Linked DNA regions of Mus musculus: region 2 is linked to region 1. A link is a contact called in public HiChIP or PLAC-seq data. All regions are on one chromosome and are shown on one strand. The core of a region is the stretch at or near the end of the contact, and the rest is flanking DNA. Distances in the headings are between cores, read along the strand shown. Region 1 holds the start of Lysmd2 (LysM, putative peptidoglycan-binding, domain containing 2). Region 2 holds the start of Hmgcll1 (3-hydroxymethyl-3-methylglutaryl-Coenzyme A lyase-like 1).

Region 1 (6,724 bases), core at 1,936-4,435:
ACCTTGTCTCAGAAAACCAAAAATAATAAAGCAAGAATACCGCTTGGTCATTATGGGAAGGGGTTTGGTTTGGTTGGTTGGTTGATGGTTTCGGTTGTTCATATCATCATCTTATTATGCAGCCCTGACTCCAATACTCTATATGTAGCCCAGGCTGACATGGAATTCCCAGTAACCGTCCAGCCTCAGCCTCCTCAATGGGTACTGGTGTTATGGGTGTACGCCACCACATCTAGCTTAAGATAAGCATTATCACATTCCCTGGTTCTGTATAGCCAATGGGAGCACCTCCAAAACAATTTCATCAAAGCAATGAGCTAAGAATAAAGGAGCCAGGCAGTGGTGACACACGCACACCTTTAGTCCCAGCACTCTGGAGACAGAGGCAGGTGAACCTCTGTGAGTTGGAGGCTAGCCTGGTCTTCAAAGTGAGTTCCAGGACAGTCAAGGCTAAGAGAAATCCTGTCTTGAAAGGCCAAAAACAAATAAGGAAGAAACAAAAAACAGGCGTGATGTTGCCTTTAGAAGAACATCCAGCCATGTGCAGACAAGAATAGAAGGGTTCGTGTCTGGTGGGAAGAGCTGGGTACTGTGAAATACCCTACAATGCTCAGGACAGCCTCCTGAAACACGGAATCTTTCCATCTGTATGAACAGAATGTCACACGGAATGCACACCTTACTCCAGCAGGTGAAAGCAGAAAGATCTGCACTTCAAGGTCATCCTTACCTACATGGGGAGTTCAAGGCCAACCTAGACTACATGAGACCCTGGCTTCAAAACACTAAAAAATTTTTAAAATGTATTAAAAATAGTGTTGAAGTTGAGAAATCACATTATAGACTAATTATGACCAGAGATTAAGTACCTAATTCTTTACATCTGAATTTACATTAGAATCAGAAGTTGGGGCTGGCAAGACACTTTAGCAGTTAAGAGCACTGGTTGCTCTACCCTGGACCAGGTTTTTATTCTCAGCACCCATGTGGTGATGGCTCACAACAGACTTTGACTCCAGTCCCAGGGATTTGCCCTCTTCTGACCTCCACAGGCACCAGGCACACATGTGGTACACAGACATACATGCAGGCAAAACACCCCTGCACATAAAATGAATAACATTTTAAAAAATAAAATAAAAAGATCAGAAGCCTTTATAAAAGTAAGGACAATCTGATTTATACTTTAATAGGAAAGGATAATAAAGTTAAAAGTAGCACAATCCGCTTTAGACAAATCACAGGTTCGAAAGCATTTGAACAGAAGTCTACATCACACTAAGTATGTGTTTAGCAGAAGCAAGCAATTCCAGAAGAACGTGTGTCACATGGGAGAGAACAGAAAAAATAATGGCCTCTTTTGGATATCACAGATTCATAAGTATACACATACTAGCCTAGTAGCTAAGATGCACAGAAACCAGACAAAAGTGACCCTCCTCCTTCAGTGAGCAGGATGCCGAAAGCTCTGGCTAAGAATGCAAACCGGAAGTAATATTTAGAGCAAAGAAGACCCTTTATCCCTGTGTCAACTCAAGCCGGTCTTGGTAATAACCATATTTGGAAATACCCTGACCACTTATCTACCTTCTCATCTGCAGAAAGATGAGCCACACCTGTCTCCCCTTAGGCTTCTTATGAAAGCCAAATTAAGTAAGAAAAACGCGGAAACAAACAGAAGCAGGAGAGGTGGCTCCGTAGTTAAAAGCACAGGATGCTCTTTCAGAGAACCAGGGTTCAATTCCCAGCACATGCATGATGAGTTACAAAACCTCTGTAACTTCATTACCAGGGTAACTGACACCCTCTTCTGGTCTTTCTGGGCACCAGGCACACAGAAGGTGCACATACATTAATTCAGGCAAAACACTCATACACTTAGATTTTTTTTTTCAGTTCTGTTTTTCCTAGGCTCTGACCCAAACCAGCCCTCAGTGAATGCTTGAAGGCAGGCTGTAAGAACATTTAGAACTGTGGAGAAGGGTCTCAAAATGGTTTGATCAAGCTCTCAAAACGCTTAAATGATAGATAGAAAGACTTGCTGGTAAACAAACACCTGGTTAAATATGCAAAATAGGTTACTCTGAAGATACAGGCGAGATCATTTTAATTCTGACTGCTGCCCCGACGCTTTCAGGAAAGATCATTGAAAACGGATACTGAGTTCCAATGTAAAAAGGCCATCACACAGCTCACAGTTAATTATAAGTAATTTTAATGAAACAATTTGTTCCCTCGGGTTTCCGTGATCTTCCCCAAGGTGTAATGAAATATACCCAAGACGCACACCCTTATAAATTCGTAAAACACGGCCCTCCAGCTCACCTAGACCACAGTTCCAGGCTGCTGTTTAGACAGGTGTCACGTTCAGGGTCGCCAGTGAGCACAGGGGTGTAATTTCACTTCTAAATAAAGAAGCAGAATCGATAGAACCAGAACCATCCACGGGAAGAACTGTACATCCTGACTCATCACAGCTTGTTTACACAGCGCAGAATTCGTATCGGTGTGGCTTTGAGTAAATAGGTAGTGAGCTCCGGGGAGGAAAACGGGGAAAGGTGGCTGTGGGTAGTGCCCAAAACGCGGGCCTCCTTGTTTCTCGCGCGACAGATACGAGCTGAGACTGGCAGGGCACTGGGAAGGCCATGCACTAGCTGGTCGGGGGAGCTCTGGCGGCCGCCCCTCTCCGCAGCAGCAGCAGCAGCAGCAGCAGCAGCAGCAGCAGCAGCAGCTTAGGCGCCCACTGCAGTTGCAGCAGTGCGCGCTGGGATGCGGCGCGGGGACGCGGGGACGCACGGCCTGTTCCCCACCCTCCGCTCCCACCCCCGACCCCGCCCGAGGGCCGCAGGTCCGGGGCCGCGGCGGCGCGCCCTGCTCACCGTGACTCCGTACTTGAGCGCGATGCCCTGAAGCGTGTCCCCGGCGCGGACCCGGTGCTCCACATGGCGCTCGATGACGCCGGCGCCCAGAGGCGCCCGCACGCTGGCCGTGCTGCCGTACGAGCGGGTCTTGGTGCGGGCCAGGCTCAGCGACAGCTCGGCCTCCTCGGGCTCCGAGGTGGAGCGAGAGCGCGGCGGAGGGGAGGGCGCCGAGGGCCGGTGCGCACGGGGGCCGCCTTCCCGCAGGGCCGGCGCAGGCGAGAGATCCGCCATGGGTCCTGCCAAGGCCGCCCGGGCGCCGAGCTCGCCAAGGGGGCGGCGCCTCCTCCTCCGCCTCTTCCTCCTCACTGGGGCTGCGGCTGGCCGTGCCGCGGGGGCGGCAGGCGCGAGGCCGAGGCGGGGAGCTGCGGGACCTGCATGGCGCGCGCCGCCCTCCGCGGCCGGCTTCTCCACGGCCCCAGAGGTCCGTGTGCTGGTGGGGTTAAGGGAGCTGAGCCCGGACTGCAGTGTGCGGGTCCTGTCGGAGAAGGCCCTGCGGAAGCGGGAGCTCGCCGAGGCCCGTGAGCCGACAGAGGCCCACGGAGGAGTCCTGGGACCCATGTGGACCCCAAAACCGTGCAGACAAGAAAGAGTCCGCCCAAAGCCTGCCCTGGCCACAGTACACCCCCACCAAGCTTTGCTTGCCTTTCCGGATTCCTCATTGGGCAGCCTGCTTGCTCAGTGGTACCCCCTTAATGACATCAAAATCTCGGTGGCAGGAAACCTTAAGATCACTGAACATAGATACAGGTCCCTGTCCACCTGGGTGGTACAGGTCTTCTGACATCCTCCCAACACACACGCACAACTCACGCGCACACCCTTGACAAGGTACTGACCTCAGTCACACACTAAGCCAGTGCTCTTATCACCGACCTATGTATACTAAGTCTTTCTGTTTGGTACTCAGGCCTGCTGGGTAGTCTGCTGGGAGCTGACTACCCTCCAATTGTTGGTAGTCCATTCCTCTTTGAAGACCAGTGCCAGTTTCAGGCCTAGGCTTGTGCAGAGTTAACTGGAGTCTTCTGCCCTAACTCTTGAGAGATGCCACCCCCACCCGTTCATCCATCCTTCCCTCATCCCCACCCCAATCCCCTTACACACACACACACACACACACACACACACACACACACACACACACCCGACTCTAGGTAGAAGAGAAGAGTTCTCTTGTTTCATTGGTTTTCTGAAGTTTGGTATGTTGCTGTGCCCACAAAGACAAAAGAAACCGTTTAGGACACACTGGAGGAAGAAGAGCGGCAGCAGTAGTCCCCAGTATCACCCACCCCTTAAAGATTCTTCAGTTTTTCCCTGAATATAAACCCACATTGGCACCCAAGTCAGTTGTTTTTACTTTTCACATATATACCGCATCCTGACCAGAAAACTTAACCTCCTTCCTTACTCCCATCTTCATGTTTCGCCTGTGTTGTTCCCTCCATCAGCAACAGTATTCTCCCAAAACCCTGTCTACTGCTCATTTGTCCACTTTTAGGTTTTTTTTTTTTTTTTATCTATGTGTGTGTGTTCTGTATGCGTTTTGGGTGATCGCGGAGGCCAGAAAAGGCTGACAGATCCGCTGGAGCTGGGATTGCAGGTGGTTGTGAGCTGCCCGATGTAATCGCTAAAAAACCAAATCCATGTCTTCTAAATGAACAAGACACTCTCTTAAGTGCTGAGCTATCTCTCCAGCTCTATTTTGAAGAAAAGGTTCCCTGTAGCCTGGATCTCTTGGTTCCTGCCGCCGCTACTGTTACTAGGATTACAGACTGTACCATCACAAGTGGTTGGTGCTGTGCTGTGGGCTGAACCTCAGCAAGCTCTCTACCAGATGAGCTACACCTCTGGCCCCTGCATTTTAGTGTTCTTTTTCTGAAACACGGTCTGACCTGTATAGGCCAGGATGGCCTTAAACTCAAAATCCTCCTGCCTGAGCCTCCAGAGTGCTGGGATTGCCTGCGTTTCACTACATCCAATTTGTTTTGTGTTTGTTGCCTGGGACTCATGCTGCCAAAGCTGGTCTAGAGCTCCTGAGCTCGGCTGATCCCATAAGCACAGTAAATGCTAGAAGTAGATTCCCAATCCATTGTTCCCAGATTTCTTCCATCTTTAAGGTCCCTTTTTCAAATAGTGCTCTTGGGCAGTGCATAGGCTAGAATCAAAGGCTATATTCTCCATGGGATTCTTTTTCTGATTCTCCCCAAATTGTCCCTAGCCCAGCCTGCCCAGTTATTATTTCCCCATAGACCCTCCAGGGTGGTTTGTGCATCTTGTTCAGTTTTGAACTGTGTTTTCTTTGAAACATTTGTGCATTTACCTTATCTCCACCAGATACATACTCCCGGAGGCATCACTGGTTCTTTCCCAATATTTTTTTTTAAGCTCCAGCAATGCCTACTTCAATAGAATAATAAAAAAAAAATACACATTATTACATGTACCTGAAGTTCAATAGAAAAATATTAAGGTCTGCATTGGTTCTGTGTGCACTCCCAGCTGTGATAAATCTCTGCTATAAGAACAAAGGCAATAGGGCAGACAGACTGTACTGAGATTCCTGAAGTTAAAAACTGAAACTAACTTTCCACTTCTTTGTAGCTTGATTACCTCAGACACTTTGTCTCAGTGACTGGAGTCCGAACAATTCAACAGGCAATTCTGAAATGTTTACAAGCAAGGCTGATAATAGCTGGAGTAGAACTATTCTAACTAGTAAGTGTTCCTCAAGACTTGAGTCAATGCGCTGAGCACTGTGGTGTACTCCCAAAACCCAAGCACTTAGAGCAGAAGCAAGAACTTTCTGCAAGTTTGAGGCCAAGATGCTCTGTAAAGCAAGATCCAGATCTGTATCAACAACATAGTAAGGGAGATTCTGTATCAATAAAACAAAACAATGATAAAATAAAACGTTTTCAAAAGATTTGGCTTAATGGTACTGTTTAAAGACTCCTTTGTTAGTGTTTGTCTTAGTTCATTGGGATTGTGCTGACAAAATAGCACATGTGGGGTAGTTTATAAACAGCAGGAGCTTATTCTTCACAGTTGTAGAACTTGAGAACACCAAGATGTTGGGGAGATCATATCCAGTGTCTGGTGAGCCTTTGTCCATGTTCATACACACCTTCTTGATGTATTCTTACATAGTGGAAAGTGACAATAAGCTTGGATCTGATTTATAAGGAGTAACTCATTCCTATCCTTTTTCAATCTAATCACCCATAAAAAGCTCTTCTTTTATCCTTGGCCAGGAAGGTTAAGATTTCAACATATAAATTGTGGAAGGGGGTAGCAAAATATTGAGAAACACATACACACACACACACACACACACAAGCTATGCTTTGGTCCTAAGGAAGACATCATAAAAATGTCAGGACTCCATAATTAGCCTCTAAATTCTATGCAATAACAATTAACATTCCCAATATGGGGTTTAGAGGAACGGGACAGGCTAGTCTAACATGATCTGGAGGCTTTAGGATAGCTCTTAGGAGTAAGGAGAGCAGCATTGATTGGGAATGAGGTTAGTCCGTAGATGGCATTCCCTATGCCTTGTTCAACATGGTGCAACCATGACACTCACGGGATTCTGTGTATGGCTATCCTGTACAGTGAGCTGGACTGCGCCACCACACCCGGCTGAGGATTTTCCCTGCTACTTTTGTTCACTGAAAAGATTTGTGTTAGATCAGTTTGATATGAACCTTGAAAGGTTGATAGAATGTACCAATAAAATATTTTCTTTCCTGGAATATTTTATATGTTACATAGTTGGATTTATACAGTATACAGCCTTCAGACTT
Region 2 (6,724 bases), core at 2,877-5,376, 390 kb before region 1:
TTAGGAAGCATTCTAAAGCTACACGGTCACCAATAAAATGTATAAAACTTGCATTACCCTTTCACTAAGTTTAAGCAAAAATAGCATATATAGAGTTTAAAATCAGAGTTAGGTTAGGTTAGCACTAAATTTCACTAGTCTGATTAATTGATTTAAGAGACTCCTTCTAGCTCATCAAGATATTTTAAATTTCATACATACAGTGAAATTTCATAAAGGAGACAGGCTAGTCTAAGCATAAAGTCACTCAGTAAGATGTACAGGATGCTGTGATATATCAGGTACAAATAAATAGAGAAAGGAGAAACTTAACTTGTTTTCTAGCCTGTTATTATTTAGAATGGCATCCTTTCATGTAAAGAAGTTTCTATCAATCCCAACTGCAACCACATTAGCTCCTAACACATCTCCTGGCCCTATATGTCATCTTATCCTCCAAACTCTACAACACATAAGTTGTAAAGTTCCCTGTGGTTTATTTACAGCATTCAAATTTCGTTTGCATGTTTCCTTGACCAGCAAACCCTGCCTGGGACCATGTAATAAAAAGATGATTCCAACAGTAACAACAGCCAGTGGATGCTGGTACTAAGGCACTCATTCTCAGAAACTATGTATTATATACTATAATGTGCTAATCGCTGTTTTAAGACTGTTTTCCAACTATGTGATGCTTGGCTTGTCCTCTGCAAAGGTGAGCAGTCATTTATTTGTTTAGCAAGTACATACAAAACATCAGAACTAATCAGGCATTTTTGTTGAGTGAGGTAAATCCACTGATGGGTTGTTTCCTGGTCTTGTTGGGGTTAACATATGACTGAGAGTTATATGCCAAATAAGCATCAAATAAATAGATAATCCATATTACATACAGTAGTTCACTGTATGGTAATCTCAGAAGGAGTTGGTGAGAAAGTGACATTCAAATTGAACACTGAAGATGGAATAAAAGCTAATTAATGGAGAAATATCCTCTAAGATGGATGAGAAAATCAGAGGGAACATGGTTTGTAGAGACCTCAAAGAGGGCCTCTGTGGGGGAAAAAAGGGCAAGAATAAAAGTGAATAGTTTAAAATGAGATGAATGAAGGACTACTGGGGGTTCGTAGTTCTGTTTATCTATTTCTAGAAATAATGGAATTCACAGATGGTTGTGAAACAGGGTTAATGGATGACTTTACTTGAAATACAGAACCTCTCAACTGTGTATACAGAGGGCTGAAGGGGGAAAACAGAAATTAACAAGAGAAAGGCACAGTTGCCTCATACAGAGGCCACATAAAGCTAATTTAAAAGGGTAGTGCTGATGAACTTGGGAAATAAATACACTTGAAAGGATTTAAAGAATGAAATTCCAGGACCCTGTAATGCTTTGAAAGTAACAGAACGGAGCCCTCTGTTTGGAGCTTGTGGGGTGAGTTGTGAAGAGATTGCAACCGGAAATCTTGGAGAGAACCCACATGTGGGAAGTGTATTACTAAGTGTTTTGATTATCATGATAAAACGCCATGACCAAAATCAGCTCAGCCCGAGGAGGAAAGGACTTATACCTTATACTTCCATATCATAGTTCACTACTGAAGGAAGTCAGGGTAGAGACCAAGGCAGGAACAAATGCAGAGATAATGAAGATGGCTACCTCCTGGCTTGACTTTCATGGCTTGCTCAGACTACTTTCTTGTAGCACCTAGGACCACCTATCTTCTGCTCAGGGATAGCTCTGCCTTACAGTAAGCTGAACCACTCCATATCAATCATAAACAACATATCAGGCCCATCTAGGGGACACATTTTCTACATTGAGTGTTCCTCCCCTTACATGACTTCCAGAATGTATTAAAATTAAGTACGTGGGAGGACTTCTCTGTGCAGACCAGGGATGATTTTCCACAGAAAAATAGCCAGCAGAGAGAGAGAGAGAGAACATGGATGCAAGTTGGAAATGTGGAGTATCACTTTCTGTTAAGATATCCAAGTATAGACAAAAGCTCAGAAGTGAGAAGAGGATATAAAACCAAGAACTGGGATATAAACAATAGCCAGGAGGGTGAGAGGAGATAAGCCATAGGACAGACAGGCATGATGATCCAGACAGACAGAAGCCACTGAGCTCAGCAAGGACACAGGAAAAAGAGACCTGGACCAAGTACATGCTTTGTAAGACATAACTGAGGGGCAAATGGAAGTGTCTCAGTCAGAAAAGTTGGCGGGTGTTAAGATAACTTAGAGCGTCTTCCAGAAAAGCACATAAGAGTCTGAAAGCCGTGACCTTACATAGCCTCAGCAGTAATCTTCGAAGCTCTCATTTTCCCCGAACAAATCAGAACACTGGAGCATACACACCACTCTACGGATCACCCAAGCAATAGTCACATGACTTCATCCCGAAAAGTAAATGTTAGGGATTCTTGGTTGCGTAAGACAAACTGACCGCTAAAGAATGTTGAGAACATTCCAGGAAGTTCAAACCAGACTCCATGGAAATCAGCCACCGTGAGGACATGAGAGAAGATAAAGCATGGCTCTCCACTTCCCTGTTGTCACCATCAGGTCTCACCAGAGGGTCCTGGTCAATCCTTCTGAGCCTTATTAGTAAAAGCGGATTCACTGTGGCCCTTGCACGTGTGCATATTGTGGGCTGTGATCATATTCATAGCCTCATTTCCCCCACTCACCTGCTCCTTCCTCCTGATGCTTGCCATGTCTCCTAACTCCACCCCACCCCCACCCCCAATTTTCTCCTCTTGGTATTTATGTCCCTTCCTTAGGCGACAGAGAAACAGGCGATATTAGTTGTTTGGGCTCTGGCTTATTTCCAGGCATCTACCTACAAATGACTTGATTTTGTTCATCTCTCTGAATAATAAACCATTGGGTAATTATGCCATATCTTCTGTATTGTATCCAGCCATCTGTTGATAGGCAGAATGCCCATTCTAGGACTTGGCTCTTGCAAATAGCTCCAGTCTCATACTCTAATTAATGGGGAGCAAACTATTTATAAAACCACCCACGAATGCTAAGTCCTACTTGTAGATCGAAGGCTTCGATTTCACATGTTGGAGCACTGAACTGAGACCACACCATAAGGATATGAATAACTCCTGTCAGAACTGTTGGTGTAACATCACATAACAAAGCTAGGCCAGCCCACTAAAATAAAAAAAAATAACAAGAACTACACTGTTCACAAAGTGAACAGGTGCCTAGAATTAAAAGGCTAATGATACCTAAGGCCTCACAAAGCCCTTGACTCATAACAGGTTTCAACATTTAGGTAACGACCATTACTGCTGTTTCCTGTTATGTTTAAAGTTTACGGTTTTATGTGAAAAGGAAATTTCTTTATATACCTTATGCTCACTTAACTGGCACGTTTGTTGGTAGTACATGGAATCATAAATACATAAACAATGAGTTGTCTTTATGAAGCTCTCAGGAAAATGCAGGAATAATTTTAGTCTGTAATGGTTTTATTCAAGCTTGTTTAATTTCATTAAGCAAAAACACTGTAGGGATAGTCAATGCTCTAACATACCATGTGATTTTAATCGTCGTCCTGTGCCTTCCTAGTGTGCCCTAGCTTCATCCTCTTTCTACCACACAAGGTGATATGTTTGTAGTCTGTTACACATTACAAGGAAGAAAGTGAGAACAAAAGCACCGCCCTTCCAAGAACACGCACAGACATGATCACTCCTGTTGGCGACCTGCAAAAGGCCTGGGGTAGGGAAACTGCTAGGCCAGCAAGGATGCGCCTGCTGTTCACAGCTGAGAAGATGAGAGGCTTTTCAGCCACAGACCCACACACTGACAATAGAACGGGCCTCAGGCAGGACCCTGGCTTACAGAGGTGACACAGACAAAAGGGATGACGGGAGGTGGATGGGGGTAGGGACGCCCTAGGCCCAAGGTGGTACCTGCGCCGCATCCAGCGCCCCTGCCACTGAGTCTCCGCTCCAGAGATGTTCGCGGAGAAGCTGCTGGTAGTTGAGGCAGTGCTTCGCAGCAGATGGTAGATTCCCCATAGCAGCAGCCTAGGTGCCGTGGGCGGTGCTGGATCCCACGGCCGGAGCCGAGAGCCGGGTGAGAGCCGGGAGCGCGTCCCGCGGGTGCCCGGGGTCCGAGCTGCACTGCGGCGGCGCGGTTCCTGGGCAACGCCCAGGCAGGGGTGTAGCGGGCACCTGAGTCCCGCGCTGAGAGCCAGATCCTGGATGGGGACAGTTAATTGAGGCAGGGTGGCACTCCCCCCCCCCCTCCGTAAAATATGGTGCTCTCAGGGCTGATTGTCTGCAGGTGCTCGCCTGAGTCAGAGCTCTAGGCAGGACCCAGGCCTCTGAGAGGAAGAAGCACTGGGCTCTCTACAGACATTCTCTCCTTCCCAGCCACAAGCCTGTAGGGTTGGCACTGTGAATCGGTTTGAGTTTATGTCAAAACTCTATTTAAAATTGCCGAGGCGCTTTGTGGTATTAAAAAACACAAACCCTAAATTAAGGGCGAGGGAGGGGGGTATATCGGAGGTAAACAAGCAAACCAAGAGTTGTCAGTAAGCCGATGGTGCAAGATAAATGTTGAAATGCTGAATTCTTTTTCGCTGTTTTACATTTATTGGTTTTAGTGGTTGTCTCCTTCCACTGTCACATGGGGTTAGGACTAGAACTTAACTGTCTGCTTCGGCGTCACCACAAGTTCCTTTACTATCCCCCTGGGTATGAAGAACTGTTTTTTTAAGAAGAAGAAAAAGAAGAAGAAGAAGGAGGAGGAGGAGGAGGAGGAGGAGGAGGAGGAGGAGGAGGAGGAGGAAAGAAAGAAAAAAGCAATAACTAAATTCATAAAGGCTTTTCTTTCATTCAAACAAAAACAACCTGTCAGAAGTTAGAAGTAATTATAAATTAAATAAATTTTAATGTATATATTTATAAAATATTTATAATATAAATGTATATTTAGTTTCTATATAAGTATGTTTGATTTATATATAAGTTTATATATTATAAATATAAATTATTGGATTTATATGATAGCCTTGGAATCAGATAACCCCTGCTTCATTCGGCCTACTTCATAAGCACACTTAGATTGCAACACTCTAATGCTCTTCAGCGTGGAGTCCATAGCTTGCAGCTGATAGCACACAATCGTCAGGAACAGTCTTGTGCAGGGAGAGCTAGCTGGCCCTACTGTTTCCACAGCTAGGAGGAATCAAGAGCGCCCAGGTGCACAAGCTTGCACAAAGGATGGCGTATATATACAACGACTAACTTCTGAGACATAATATGAACAGATTTTGAAGGGATTCACCACCCAGATTGGATAAAGAATATTTTTATTAATTCCTTGGCAATTTCATACAAGATCTTTTGAACACATTCACGCCCTGTACTCCAAATCCTCCCAACCACCTCTTCATCCCTTTTATCCAACTTTAGGATAGCTTGTTACATTTTTTTCCCCCCATCAAGTCCTGTTTGTGTTGCCCAACTATTTTGGGTAAAGGGAACTGCCCTGGTGGGTGCGCAACTGACTCTCCCTTTCTAAGCAGCCATCCGGTGCCAACAGCTAGCTACTCAGTGGGATCTCATACCTACTTTCCCGGCTCTCCCCCGGGCTTTTGTCTGGCTGGTGTTTGTGCTGGTCTTGTGCATGCTGTTAACAGTTGCTATGAGTTTGTTTATGCAACTACCCTGTTGTACCCGGAAAACACTATTTCCTTGATGTTATCCTCTGCCTGGGGTTCTTACAGTCTTAATGTTCTCTCTTCCCTGAGCCCTGGGGGTTGGAGTGTGATATGTACATCCCTTTTAGAGTTGAGCAATGAATAATCTTATTTTCTGTACACAAGCCTAAAAAGATCGAGATAACACCGAGCTTTGAGGCACATGGTGCAGTTCTCTCTCCTCATTGGATAGGTTGACCTGGGAGCCCCAGCTCTGTAGAGAATGCTCTGTGGTTACAAGTATACACAGTTCTTTGGCGTCCATGTAGGTGGCTCCCAGACACCTATAACATCTAGCCCCAGGGGAATCTGACTCTTCTAGCATCTGGGGAACCCCTACTGACATGCACATACACACAGATTCTCCATTTTATTTTGTCTTTTAAGAAAACACAAAAATAGATTTAAAGTTAAAAATAATAATAAAAATAAAGAAACCTGGATTCCAAACCTAGTGTCCTGGAGCATAACTATAATCATATTGCTTAGGAAGGTAAGGTAGAAAAATGACTGTAAGTTTAAGGCCAGTCTAGGCTAGATAGCTAATTCCAGGCCAGCTGTGTCTACAAAGAAAGAGCCTGTGTCATACCATCAAGAATGAAATGGGCTCCACAAGCCAGTAGACATAACATCGCTGGGCAATCACATGGATGTTTAATGCTATATTTCAAACCTAAACTCTATTTTTTTTCTACCTTACATAACTAAGCTATTTTTGTTTCAGTGTTCCAATAATTTAAACATAAAAGATATGAACACCTACGGAAAATTAAAATGAATCAGATTTCCTGTTTTTTCCATGATTTTATTGATTTTAGGTAATGTCTCAATGTCTTGAATTCTACCTATCTTTTGTGAAATTTTCTTGACTCCCTTCTCTCATTAAGCCCTCCATCTAACCAGCACCCAATCCAATCTGCCAAGATATTTCAAACATGTAGGAGACATTGCAGGCCTTTATTTCCTATTTTCCTGCCATTCATACTTGGAAGATAGCACTGCAATTCA

What was found. HiChIP or PLAC-seq counts read pairs in DNA pulled down with a chosen protein or histone mark.
Region 2: a FOXA1 HiChIP or PLAC-seq map of pancreatic cancer cells shows a contact between it and region 1. The contact joins the promoter of Hmgcll1 here to the promoter of Lysmd2 in region 1. A contact is called at or near these places in 1 of 39 promoter capture datasets (cranial neural crest), 1 of 484 Hi-C or Micro-C datasets (uterus) and 2 of 115 datasets of contacts at active chromatin or transcription factors (heart atrium and pancreatic cancer cells).

The regions. Positions count from the first base shown.
Region 1 is chr9:75,622,193-75,628,916 of GRCm38.p6, reverse strand. Lysmd2 (LysM, putative peptidoglycan-binding, domain containing 2) reads right to left here and starts at 3,185. Exons shown (of 3, transcript NM_027309.2): 1 at 2,880-3,185. The coding sequence starts at 3,152.
Region 2 is chr9:76,012,379-76,019,102 of GRCm38.p6, reverse strand. Hmgcll1 (3-hydroxymethyl-3-methylglutaryl-Coenzyme A lyase-like 1) reads right to left here and starts at 4,126. Exons shown (of 9, transcript NM_173731.2): 1 at 3,921-4,126. The coding sequence starts at 4,028.